Regions from separate parts of the Mus musculus genome. Here regions 1, 3 and 4 are each linked to region 2. Evidence: chromatin contacts called from public Hi-C and promoter capture Hi-C data. All regions are on one chromosome and are shown on one strand. Each heading gives the region's core, a stretch centred on a gene start, on an enhancer-like site or on the middle of the called end of the contact. The rest is flanking DNA. Distances are from core to core; before and after follow the strand shown. Region 1 holds the start of Trib1 (tribbles pseudokinase 1). Region 2 holds the start of Cyrib (CYFIP related Rac1 interactor B). Region 3 holds the start of Washc5 (WASH complex subunit 5). Region 4 holds the start of Sqle (squalene epoxidase).

Region 1 (3,294 bases), core at 728-3,227, 4.4 Mb before region 2:
CAAAAAACCTCAGGGTCTAGTGCAACTTCCTAAACATACTTAGTCCCGATAACCTGTCAAGATTCAGCTCCCTCTCCTAGCCAAGCTGCTGTTCCGTACACGGATTTCCTCTGGGCAGTTCGCATAACCCTATGGAGGCCTCCCTAACAGTTCCTTTCTTTGCAAGTTGTGGTCTCCTCTGAGTCTACAAGAGTGCCGGAGAAGCTTCCCCTACGGACTATGGACTGCTTCCCGTCGCCTTTGAATCACAGCAAGGAAGCTAAAGGTTTTAGGCTTCCGTTTTTTGTTTTTTTTTAATCAAATGGAGCAAAATGTAACCCTATGAAGTGAGTGTAAAACTAAAGTTCATAACGTATGCAAAATAATCAGAGTAAGGAGCCCGCACGCCCCTGGGCCACAACTGATGCCAATTATCATTACTGTCTCAATTTAAGTCTCCTAATCCCCAGCGCCTAACTAACCCTTGGAGATGCTTAATTAGCGTTTGTTGAATGACTGGAGAATTAATGATGAAAAGGATTTATTCTTGGGTTTGACCTGGTTTTAGAAAATTAATTATTCAGCATAATTGCAAGAAAGGATTTTGATAATAGGCATCTATGCTAAGTGAGGATCCAGAGACTCCAAACTGACCTGGTTTGCGAAAGAAGTGGGGGGGGGGGGGACCAAACAAAACCCAGCAACACAAAATGTGACTGCAAGCTGTTTCCAGGGAGCAAGGTCAGCCAGTTTCAAGAGCACACAACTCAAACTATATGAAAGTATACATGCGACCTTGTCCGCGTGCAGATGGTATCCCTGGCAGTGAATAGAATGACCCGTACCCCAGTATCCAATACTCCTGGCCGCACTGGCGCCCTAGACCCTCGGGCGCGCATTGCAGGCGGGAGGGGACAGGAATCTGGCGCCAGCCACGTGGGCCCCTTCCGCCAGTTCCCCACATCCTTTGTTTCCCACCGGCCGGAGCTCAGGAAGCTCTTTCGGCGAGTCACCGCGAAGGGGCGGCCCAGGAGCTTGGAGAGGCTATTTCCGTGCAATCCGGGCGGGCGGCAGGCGCGGGAGGGGCGTGGAGGTGGAGGCAGAGCAGAAGGCCCAGTGTTTGCTTTTATTTCATCCAACAGAAGGTTCTATTTGTGGAAGCGAACAGACGCTGGGGATTAGAGTTGGGAGGGGGCAGGAAAAGAGGGGAAGAAAAAAAAAGCCACATTCACTACCACGCACAGGTCTTCCCCGGAACTACCGCGTGGGGGTGAATGACTGATAATGGAATTCATCACCTTTCCTCTCGCCCCTTCCTCCGGCTGCAGCCGCGACTCGACGGCGCCCACAGCTCCACCGGGAGCTCCCCAAAGTGCAGAACGGCGGGGAGGGGGGGACCCACTAGGATAAAGGCGTGACCACTGGGTCTCAGCCAGCTGCCGGTGCGCAGCCAGGAGGTGCGCGCGCGGCCGCCGGGAGCTCGGTGCTCCATTGTGTTGTGTGAATGATGCGCGCGCACCAATCAGCGGTCGTTTCGCCCCTGCTGCCCCGCCCCTCCCGCCCACTTCCCCGGGAACCTGACGTCACGGGAGCTTTGCCTCCGCCCCCTCCCTGGGCTACGGGCCCGCGGGCCTGCGGTGGGGCGCGCGCAGCCTGCTGCCCAGCCCAACCCGGGGGGCGTGTGCGCGCGCCCAAGGCGTCCCAGGACGTTCCCACCTGCGCCTCGGCGCGCGCGGTCAGGAGCATCCCCAGGCCTCCAGCCACCCCTTACAGTTCCAGCCTCCAACTCCACCTCCCCTCCCCCCTAGTCTCCTCCCTCCGCTCCGGTGACTGCAAGCCGGGCGACGGGGCCGGAGTCGTCGCAGCCACCTCATTGCACAACCCGGCTTCCCAACTGTTTACACAGCCCGGGCTGTGAGTGTGTGTGTGTATACAGCGTGAGTCACCGGGAGGCGGAGGAGGTGGAGGAAAAGGAGAAGGAGTGCACTGGCCGGGATCAGTGCGGCACACACACTCATAGTCGGTCACTCTCTCTCTCTCTCCTGGAGCGCGTCTCGCTCGCTCACACGCCTGGAGCCCAGGAGCGCGCAGGATTCCGAGCGGCGCGGAAAAGTTGTACCGGCTTTTACGCCAGACTAATTGCTTTGGGAAGTGCGTTTGCTCGGAGAAGCCGAGGAGCCTGTGGAATCCTGTCCTCGAGGCTCAACACCCGGGAACTCGGGCCGTCTCCACGTCCCGGACTATCCACAGCCTCGGCAACAATAGCGGCGGCCACCGCCAACGAGGCGCCCAGACCTGGTGCCTGTGGGGGTCTGGAGACCTTAGCCGGCCTCCCACCCTTGGACGCGTGGCCAACGTGGTTCTGGTGGACAACGCCAGCGTCCTGGAACGGCTCCTCTTGGGGACCGATCCAAGCTCTATCTGCAAACTCCATCCCGCCGACTGGAAGAAGTCACAGCGCAGATCCAGGGATTTACAAAGCCGGGGCCGCTCCGGCCAGGGCCGCGATGCGGGTCGGTCCCGTGCGTTTTGCCCTGAGCGGCGCCTCGCAGCCCCGCGGTCCGGGTCTACTGTTTCCGGCTGCCCGGGGAACCCCGGCCAAACGCCTGCTGGACACGGACGACGCGGGGGCAGTGGCGGCCAAGTGTCCGCGCCTCTCTGAGTGCTCGAGTCCCCCCGACTACCTCAGTCCCCCTGGCTCGCCCTGCAGCCCTCAGCCTCCGCCCTCCACGCAGGGGACCGGCGGCAGCTGTGTGAGCTCACCCGGGCCCAGCCGAATCGCCGACTACCTGCTGCTACCCCTAGCTGAGCGCGAGCATGTGTCCCGGGCACTGTGCATCCACACCGGCCGCGAGCTGCGCTGCAAGGTAAGCATCCTGGGGCGGAGGTTGCGGGTCTGGATCGTCCACAGAAGTGCCTAGGTTCCGGCCCACCGGGATCACAGTCCCGCCAGCGCTTGGGTTTGGCAGAGCAGATAAGGGCGTTTAGTTGGATAAGGAGGGTATTTTGGTCAGCTTCGTGTTTTTGGAGGTTGAGTGCTTTCCTGTGGAGTGTTTTTTGGTGAGGGTTAGGCGGTCTAGAGGAAGTGCAGGGTTCAGTTCTTTTATCTCTGTTCTTTTCTTTGGCGCTCTGTATTGCTAGCGCGTGGCGTTCCATTTAAGTTTGGAATTGCAATGGGTTCCAGGGCCATGCCATTGCCCTGCTCTCATCCCCCTCCTCCCCCTGTCCTGGAAGGACGCCCTGCAGTGTGTGCCTCCTCGGGACTTGGAGCAACTGGCAAGCTCTTTGCGCGAGGCTCGCGGCATGGGTTCTGTA
Region 2 (3,258 bases), core at 93-2,592:
AGGGAGTCCCTATTTCCTCCAGGGATCCGCGGATTTCTGGAGGCTGAAGTAACAAAACATGGCTCTGGTGATGATGGGGTGGAAGTTAAGGGCAAAGAAGGCAAAAATGAGGAAGCCTACGGGCTCACTTCTCAAAATTTACCAGCCACCAATTCATTTCACAACTATCTATAGGAAGCCTCCCTGTGCTCCCGCCCGGCACGTGTCTTAAGGGATGAAGGCATTAAAGGGGAGGTGACATTCCCACCCTGAACCTCAAGGCCAGGAAACCTAGTCCCATTTACTGCAGGCCAGAACTGAGAGCGGCCCATTTTACAGACACAAGGAGCCGAAAGACCCAGAGAATGCAGACAACTTGGCCAAGGTCACAAAGCTTGTGAGTGGTAGGACCAAGAATTAGACAGAGGTGCACAGCCACGTGACTCTCCCTGCTGCGCCACCTTCACACTCAAGCCCTCCCCCACCCCTCCATTTCTAGCGGCAGGGTGGGGATCTGAGACAACCCCCTAGGGCTCTGCTTGCAAAGGAAGTCCGGGTTCCTCTTTCCTCCCACCCCAGACACAAGACCCACATTCAGAGGACACACGGATTCCTTCCAGACCTACTGTGTGTGCACGACCCCCAGAAAGCCCTGTGGGCTCCAAATGCCTCCACCTCTGAACACTAAACTTCCATTTTTCAAAAAAAAAAAAAAAAAAAAAACTGATAATGATGATGATGATGCCGATGATGATGAAAACATAACGGGCAAAGAGGAAGTGCTGTTTAAACGCCGGCGGGGGTCGGAGCAGAAGGAAGTCAGGCTGGTGCGAGTCTATTCGCCCTTTTGGTTCCTCAATTCAGCCTCCTGGCCTGGAACCCCCACCCCCACCCCCAAAATGAAGTTAGCGGAGGGCAGCGCGGAGCCCGGGTCAGGCCCTGCAGCGCTCACCTGGCCTGCAAGAGGGGTGTGCCCGGGGACAACCACTCGGACCCCGCGCCCCAGCCTCCCAGTGCACAGCGCCCCAGGCGCTCGCTCGCTCCCTCCCTGCAGCCCGGTGAACCAGGGCGGCGACGCCGCAGCAGGCTCCCGGCCGGCCCTGCACGTACCTGGCGGCCCGACGGGCGGGCGGGCGAGCTGGCGGCGGGAGCCTGCGGTGCACACACGCCGCTTCCGGGTCGGCGGCTCGCGCGTCCCCGCCGCAGGTTCGCGAGCGGCCCCGCCGCGGCAGCAAGCGACAGCAGCAGCAGCAAACGGCAGCAGCAGCGGCCCGGCCCCGGCGCGGCCAGAAATCGCTATAAAAGGAAGAGGCGGCGAGGAGGAAGAGGAAGCGCTGTTTACCTTCGCAGCCCAGCCCGGCGCCGCACAAAAGGAGGACGCGACGCGCCGCCCCCCGCGCCCGGGCCCCGCCGCAGCACGGGCCCCGCGTCACCGCGCCCGGGACCGCCCCGCACCGCCCCCGCCCCAGCCCGCACAGTGACCTTGGGCGAGTCCCGGGCGCCTAGGCCCGACCCCCAGGGCGCCGGGTCCCCGCGGCCCCTCCCTCACCTGGGACGAGGGGTCGAGATGCGCTCGGCTCGGGCGCCACCTGCCTGGCTGCCCCTGGACCGCGGGAGCCGGGCAGAAAAACACCCATGGGGTCCAGTGGTGCAAGCCCGGGCACCAATAAAGCAGAGGCGATGCGAGGAGGGGGTCTGGGCTACCCACACGGTCACACGGTCGTCCCAGGACTTGTGATTTAGCGAAGGGGAAACTCCCCAAATACCATCTCCTTGTTGGGATTTTTGGTGTGGGGACCCCTGTCCTTCCCTTTGCCTAGGACATCATTAAGGGGCATTTTCCCCCTCTCCTTTACTCCTCTGCCCTCAAGTCCATGTCATCGTTATCTTGATTTTCAACCAGATTTTTCAGGAATATTTAATGTTCCGTGAAATATCTTTTCCCTGACCTCTAACGTGGTATCAAAAGGGTTACATCCACAACTTTTGCCCCTCCTTCTCATTCTTATCACCCCTCCACCTGTGCTAGGGGCTTGGGGGTACAATATTGGGGACTGATTTACCTTGGACTATTTCATCTTTAACAAAGGGGTGTGTCCAGATTTTCCTTAACCTGGGCCAATTCGGGGAACTTGGGGTTGCTGAGGCCTCCAGGACGGTTCTCAGGGAATTTTTTTGATTGCAAAAAAACTTTGTAGTGCTGGGTAGAGCCACTCTGATGATGAAAGCTTGCTTGCACTGGGACAAGCGAGAAAGGGTGTGTGGCCCACTTGGCATAGCAAACCCAAAGGGAAAGCAGAAGTGCTTTCTAGAAGTCTCTGGAGGTTTTTAGGCCAAGGGAAGAATTGCCTGGGAGGCTAAGGGCCTGAGTTCAAGTCCTCCCTGACCATTGCACTTCATGACCCTGGTCCAACATCAGAGCCTGCCAGGGCATCAGAACTCTTGGCTCTGGGGAGCAGATGCCATCTTAACAGTGTAAGAAGTGGTCTGAATATTGAATCAACGGTCAGCTATAAAGTTGAGGGGACAGCAGAAGAGGTTTTAAACCTGGGCACAGCAGAGAGCATGCAAAATGGGAGGGCCTCAGTCTGGAAGTTCAGAGTGAACCAGGTGCCAGAGGCTGTGCCCACCTCACTTAGCTCTCACCACAGTCCATGAAGCAGCCTGCCCAGAGTTACACATGAAGAGGCTGAAGCAGGGACAGATGGCATCAGCCTGAGGTCATGCCTATCACATACCAGAGGAGCCAGGCAAGCACCCAGGTTGTGTCACTTGAAGCCCAAGGACGTGCCCAGTCTGAGCCATGTGAAATGGAACAGACTGTAATGAGTCTATATACAGAACCTAGAAAGGCTATGACCATTGCTGCTGCTCCTATTGGAATAAGTGTTAAAAGACTCAAGGACCTAAGAAGCTGGGGGGACTTCAAACAGCTTAGGGCAATTGGAGTGCAGCCTGAGTGTGGGCAGGAGGCAGGGAAGAGCAGGGGAAGAGGAGGGCATGGTCAGGGGTCTACACTTAGCCTGTGTTCCACTGAGTTCACCACTTGCTAGCTTGAATTCCAACCAGTCATTCCCATGTGTCTCAGATAGGAAAGTCTGTTCCCAGATTCAGAGGCTGAGTCTTGCTTGTTCAATCAGACTCTGGTATGCTTGTCAGATGCAAGCAAATGGAGAGCTGGAAAGAGTGTTTTCAGAGTCTTTGTGGCAAGTCTGTGGTGGCCTGAGAGATCAACCCTGACAATAAATAGTGAACTCCAACATCCTGTAAGGAACACTA
Region 3 (3,013 bases), core at 176-2,675, 4.7 Mb before region 2:
TTACAAAGTATGGCAGCTTTAGTTTTAGGATCTTGGCATGTAACTTTTTTTTTTTTTTTTTTTTTTTAAATAGGAAGAACCCCTTGTCAAAGGAACGTGTTTTCAAGAATGGCATCTGTTACCCAGTAAGTACAGAACAAAATATCTTTAGAAAATTAAAGTGTAGAGGACAAAAGCAGATGGATTTTTTCTTCTTTTCACAAAACCTCAGATCCCTAAAGAAAGCAGTCTCAAATCCATAACAGAGGCTGTCCCAGAAAAGTTCTGGAATAAGCTGGATCACCCCAATGTGACTCATGAATTTTTAAAATTATATTTATTTTGTGTCCATTGGTGTTTTGCCTGCATGGATGTCTGAGGGTGTTGGATCCCCTGGATCTGGAGTTATAGATAGTTGAGAGTCACCACATGGGTACTTAGAATTGAACCCGGGGCCTCAGGAAAAACAAACAGTCTTAGCCACTGGGCCCATCTCTCAAGTCCTGATTCATTAATTCTTAACATCTAAGACAACTTTCCTTCCTGACCTTTTAATACATGTTGTGGTGACCCCAACCATAAAATCATTTTCATTGATACTTAGTAACTATAATTTTGCTACTGTTAAGAATCATAATGTAAACGTTTATGGAAACAGGTTTGCTAAAGGGGTCATGAAACCCACAAGTGAGAACAGCAGACCTAAGGAAAGAGTCCCTGGCTGTGGTTAGAGATAATAAAACTCCTTCACTATCCCTCATCTATATAGAAATCAAGAGTCCAACTTTTCTTTTCTTTTTTTATGAGTCCAACTTTTAAATTTCCTATCATAGAAGAATCAGGACCCAGTAGAACTACCTGCCCCCAATACAAGGACTACAGCACCATGTCTCAGGTGAGGGAGACTAGGGTATAGAGGAACGACTTGCACAAACTCACAGTGAGCGACAGGACTTTTATTCCCCCCCCCACCCCCCCCCCCACCCCCCCGCGCGCTCTCGCCCATCATCACTCCAGTGACTACTTGATTTTCTGGAGAGTAAGTGCAAGATCAGCCACATTAGCAAGGCACCGCTCCGAGAAACTTGCAAGCTCAGCTATGGGCCAAGTAGCTGAGCATCACCCCAAAAGCTTCAAAGAAGCATGCAAGAGCGATTTCCATGAAGGCGTGGGTGAACATCAGGCGTGCAACCCCAACCCTGCAAGCCCTAGGTTTTCCCGTTGGCTCCGGGGACAGTACCGGACGTGGCCCACGGGGGAAGGAATGGACCTCGAACCCGCAGGCCCGCCTCCGACTCACCTGTCAGCCGTCCGACGCTGGCCGCGTGGACTGGGCGCCCCGGTCCCCGTCTCCCACCCCAGGGATCCCCCTAGAGTCCCGGGCCGCAGAGCGTCAGCTGCCGGGACCCGGGTTTCTGTCCTGGAGTCCCTAGCCCGTCACGTGACCAAGGGGCGGCGGCCCGGGCCCGGGCATCATGTGATCGCTCGCGGGCGCCAAGTGATGACGCAGAGCGCGCGCGGGTCGTTTCAGCCACAGAAGTGGGCTGAGGAAAGGAGTCGGGGTCTGGGCGTGCGACGTTCGGCTAGATATCACCGAGCTAGGTGGGACAGCCAGGTAAGATCCAGGAGGAACCGTGATAGGGGTCTAGCCGGCGTTGTCGCCTCCCTCTGTGCTCTGGGGACCTGGGCCTGAGCCTCTTCACCCGCAGCAACTAGACGGAGGCGGGTTATGCTCACATATGATCACAGGTTATGTGATCAAAACAAAACAAACTGTTTAGAACTGACTTTTGAAACTGAGGCATGAACAGGTAGCTCAGATGGACTCAAGGCCACAGGTGCCATTTCACTTCTGCAGGTGAAGGGATGTGGTAGCCTCGGTGTGAAAAAAGAGGGGGGAAGCGGGGCGGGAGGCAACCTTCTTGGGCACGGGCATGTTGGTGGTGACCCGGAAATGGTAGTAGTTTTTATTATTACTTTGGTAACTTAACGGATTTAGTCCTGCTCATTTCATTTTTGTGAGGCGACGTTTTATATCTTCTAATGCATGTTCCAGTTTAAGGAGATCCCAGCATGAAGGAATGGTAGAAGTCGGCAATTAGCCGTATTAAGTTATATAGTAGAGATGTGTGTTAGGAACTGAGAAGGCGTGTGGAAGAGGAGGAGCCGTGGGCGAGGGAAGGTTTCAGAGAGAAGGGTGTATGCATGCTGAAAACGGAGACACTTCAACTCTTGTCGTATGAGATCACCTTGGATTTAAAGGCGGTCGAACTTTTGGTTTGCTCTATGCCTACTGTAATGCTGTGCAGAAACGTGTTTTCCTATTTAAAACTGGCTTAACTTGACAGCAACTCTTTCATGAATATAAGGGAAGCAAAATAGTGTGCTGAGCCCAATAACTTGGTGAGACTTCAGGAAGTGCTTAACTTTGTTGTAGATTGTCTTGGAGGCTATAGGTACTGGTAACAAAAAGATCGGTGTTATTGGAAAGAGGATCCAAGAAGGGGTTGGTGTAAATCAGTGTTTCTTAACTAATGTGATGATTACGCTTTGTCTTCAGATGATTCCTTGTGGTGAGAGACTGTACTGTACTTGCTAGAATTCTATCAATTCCATAGATGCTGGTCTGTGACACCCCCCAACCCCCCTCCAGTGCCACAGTCAAAAATGCCCCCACGTGATGTTAGAAGTTCCCTGGGGGAGGTGTTAAACCTCCAAACCCTAGGTTAAACCAATCCCCAAGGAATAGTGTTAGAATGTTCAGATGTCAATAAATGAAATACTATATCTATGTAGTTTCAAAAGCATCAGAAACTGATGTCGTAGAGGCTGAGAATTCCCGAGGCCAACTTACCATCAGATTCAGTGTCTGGTGAAGGCATGCTTTCTGGCTTGTAAATGGCATGCACTTGCTGTTTTCTTGGGTGGTAGAAAAGCAAGAGAGCCCTTGGAGCACCCGTTATAAGGGACTAATAATGTTCTGGAGGGTGTAGCTAGTCACCTCGCCAAAGGCCTTATCTTCTAAAACCACCAG
Region 4 (3,227 bases), core at 70-2,569, 4.7 Mb before region 2:
ATGACTCAGCTGTTAAGAGCAATGGCTTCTATGAGAGGTCCACAGTTCAAGTCCTAGTGCTCGAATGGCTGCTTACAACTGTTACTGTAGTCCCATGGGATCCAGTGCCTTCTTCTAAAGTGCAGCCATACATGTAGACAAAATACATAAGTAAACAAATCGAAAGGAAGGAAGAAATGTGGAGCTAGATAGAGTTGGCTGTGCCTGCTGCAAAGGGTTGGTAGGATACAGTTCTGTGAGACTTACTTCTTTCATTATTAAAGGATAAACGGGTTAAACAACTGTACCTGTTTGAATGACTTAAAAAAAAATCGCAGAAACTAATAAAGATATCTGAGAAGTGTTTAGGGTGAGACCTAAACCATAGATAACTAAGAACTCAACGAAAGCTTGATAATTAAATGGTACTGTCGAGTCTGAAATTCGGTTACATGACAGTAGCTGTGGATAGTATAAAATGATGTTGTTAGTCTCATGAACGACGGCAGATAAACTGCTCGGTTACTTCTGTAACAGAAAGGTAATGCCATTCTTGCAAGACTGCTGTAAGGGTTGAATGAATGTTTGCAACGCTCTGGCATAGTGCTTAAAACATAAAATGATCTTATTAAACAGTTTTGGGATTGCTGTTGATTAGGACATTTTTTTTTTTTTTCCTTTCTCATTCTTTCTTTAACCCGAGAAGGATTTCACTGTGTATCTCTGACTGGTCTGGAACACGCTATGCAGATCAAGCTGGCCTCAAACTCACAGAGATCCTCTTGCATCCCGAGTTCTGGGATTAAAGGCGTGATCCATCTCCACCTACTGACTTCTCTCATTTTCTTTAGTCCTCGTCCACTAATTATGGCAGGTTCGCCGGCGTGTCACGTCCTCCTCGCCTTTCTAGCCCGTGATCATCCAGTCCGCCCGGATGACTCCTGTAGCTCTCTTGCGTTTGAGCCACCAGGAGCCACCAAGAGTTCCTCCAGAGCGAGCTCCACCCTCCGCAGGTGGGGCCTGAGGACCCCGCGGCGGCCAGGCCGAGCGGGCACCGCCCCATTCACCCACCGGCCCCGCGCCCACCCCACGCACCCGCCCCGCACCACGCAACATCGCCCTAGCGCCTCTGCGACTGGCGCCGCGCGGAGTGCGCCGCCCGCCATTGGACAAACGCTCTATAGCGCCATCTCAGCCTACCGCGCGGTGCGCGCTCTCATTGGTTCGGACGGCGTGGGAGGCGGGGTCCGCTCAAGGGGCGGTGCCGGGCCGGAGCCCCGCCTCCCGGTCCCTGGGCTGGGCCGAGCCCGCCGGGCGGCTGAAGCGCGTGGGGCCGGGTTGCGAGCGGGGCGCGCAGCGGTTACTCTGGTTACTGTCCGCGAGGGATGCTGGGGACCCGGCGGGCAGGAGCCTTCGCCTCGCTCTGAAGGACGCTCATCCGAGACAGCCATTCACTCTCGAGGAAGGCAAGTGTCGGTCGGACAGGTTCCCGGCCGTGACTTCGGGGCTTGCTTGAGGAGGAATCTCCAAGGGAGGGCTGAGCTGCCAGGCTGCCGCCGCGCTTCGGGACGCCGTGGCCATCTTTTGTTGGAGAAGGCTGCCGGGGCAGTGTTGCTAAGGGCAGCTTTCCCAGCACCCAGATCCTTCTACGCTCCCGACTCCTTCCTACCGAGCACCTGCTGCTGGTGACAAAAGACCGTTTACAGCCAGGCGAGCGGACATCGAAGTATACAGCCACATTCGCACCCCTCAGCCCAATAGAGAGGCCCGTGTCCATCAGTTGGCTGAATGAAGAAGTGTGTAATCAGGAGCCGTTGGGGTAGGCAGGCTTTAAATGCTGCCTTTTAAGATCTGGACAACTTAAGATACATTTGCACTCTCAATGATTTCAAAAATTGATCACATCTGACTCGTGATCCTGAAACTATTTATTGGAAGAAGTTCGACCGGTTGCCCCGAACCCCTTTGAGAACTACATTTTGGGGACATTTTAATCACTGAAGACCTTCCGAGGAAAAAAGACCCCCCCAAGAGACCCCCAAAACACAAAATCCTCAGCCTTGGCTGGTGCCACCAAAGAAGCCTTTTGAGCCATGTGGACTTTTCTTGGCATTGCTACCTTCACCTATTTTTATAAGAAATGCGGGGATGTCACCCTGGCCAACAAGGAGCTCCTGCTGTGCGTGCTGGTGTTCCTGTCGCTGGGCCTGGTGCTCTCCTACCGCTGTCGCCATCGACACGGGGGCCTCCTTGGCCGCCATCAGAGCGGCGCCCAGTTCGCTGCCTTCTCGGATATTCTCTCTGCTTTGCCTCTTATTGGCTTCTTCTGGGCCAAGTCACCTGAATCAGAAAAGAAAGAACAGCTGGAGTCCAAGAAGGTATGCCTGATGCCACAGTGGGCAAATGAATGGGATCGTATTTTAAACTTCAGATCGAGGTCACTGAAGTTTATGGTTTCTTTAAAAGTCACGAAAGTGGTGGCTTAGAAGCGTCAGTGTTCTCATTTGATTGCGTTTCTTAAAGTTCTGGACTGTGTTGTGGCTGTGCTCTTAGGGAAGATGAAAAGCATTTGTTGTGTGAACCTCAGGGATTGGGTGTTGATTTTGGTAGGAAATGTTAGAATTTCATTTGGGAGACAGACTCACTGTGGCTTTTAATTTAAAATCCCTGGGTAAGGATGATTTTTGTTCCTGACAAGGGAGAATTTGTGTGGCAGGTAAGGCTACTTATAAATGTGATGGCAGACAGTGGAAAGTGACAGCAATTTGAAAAGCAATAAAGATGCCTAACACTTTAAAGTTTTGGGCAGAAATCCGTCCCCCACTATCTATTGAAGCAATTAGTCAGCGCAGTCCGCTCCTAAGTTGAGTCAGAGCTGAATGACAGGCTTACGTTAGAGACTGGATCTTTAAATATTTGTGGTGCCATTAATTACTTCGAGGGAATGATGGGGCCAGTGGTAGGTGATGAGAGAGGAACAGGGCGGCAAGTCAGATCACGTAGGACCTACTAGCCAGGGATATGTGAACTTTTCCCTTAAGAGCGTTGGAAAGATAGAGTAACAATGCTTGATTTCTACAAAAGTAAGAATAAATAATGTTTGGGAACTACATTGCAGTACACAGCCGTGCAAGAAGGGACATTGCTGTGATGCTGAAGCTGGGTGTCCAGTGTGCATGAGAGAGAGTGGCCAGGATGAGTTACCCACCTAGCAGTATAGACTTTGGGGTCTGCTTTCTTTAATAAAG

The links. Promoter capture Hi-C pulls out the DNA fragments that hold promoters and counts their contacts. Hi-C and Micro-C count contacts between places; a contact is called where the count stands out from the background.
Region 1: a promoter capture Hi-C map of pre-B cells shows a contact between it and region 2. The contact joins the promoter of Trib1 here to the promoter of Cyrib in region 2. A contact is called at or near these places in 2 of 39 promoter capture datasets (cranial neural crest and pre-B cells).
Region 3: a contact with region 2 is called in a Hi-C map of B cells, with 5 read pairs. The contact joins the promoter of Washc5 here to the promoter of Cyrib in region 2. A contact is called at or near these places in 3 of 39 promoter capture datasets (cranial neural crest, maxillary cranial neural crest and pre-B cells) and 1 of 484 Hi-C or Micro-C datasets (B cells).
Region 4: a promoter capture Hi-C map of pre-B cells shows a contact between it and region 2. The contact joins the promoter of Sqle here to the promoter of Cyrib in region 2. A contact is called at or near these places in 2 of 39 promoter capture datasets (cranial neural crest and pre-B cells).

The regions. Positions count from the first base shown.
Region 1 is chr15:59,646,677-59,649,970 of GRCm38.p6, forward strand. Trib1 (tribbles pseudokinase 1) reads left to right here and starts at 1,978. Exons shown (of 3, transcript NM_144549.4): 1 at 1,978-2,846. The coding sequence starts at 2,487.
Region 2 is chr15:64,059,106-64,062,363 of GRCm38.p6, forward strand. It overlaps Cyrib (CYFIP related Rac1 interactor B), which reads right to left and starts at 1,343. Exons shown (of 13, transcript NM_001360036.1): 1 at 1,090-1,343.
Region 3 is chr15:59,372,762-59,375,774 of GRCm38.p6, forward strand. It overlaps Washc5 (WASH complex subunit 5), which reads right to left and starts at 1,426. Exons shown (of 29, transcript NM_153548.3): 1 at 1,280-1,426. Nsmce2 (NSE2/MMS21 homolog, SMC5-SMC6 complex SUMO ligase) reads left to right here and starts at 1,437. Exons shown (of 7, transcript NM_026746.3): 1 at 1,437-1,594.
Region 4 is chr15:59,313,773-59,316,999 of GRCm38.p6, forward strand. It overlaps Sqle (squalene epoxidase), which reads left to right and starts at 1,320. Exons shown (of 11, transcript NM_009270.3): 1 at 1,320-2,357. The coding sequence starts at 2,073.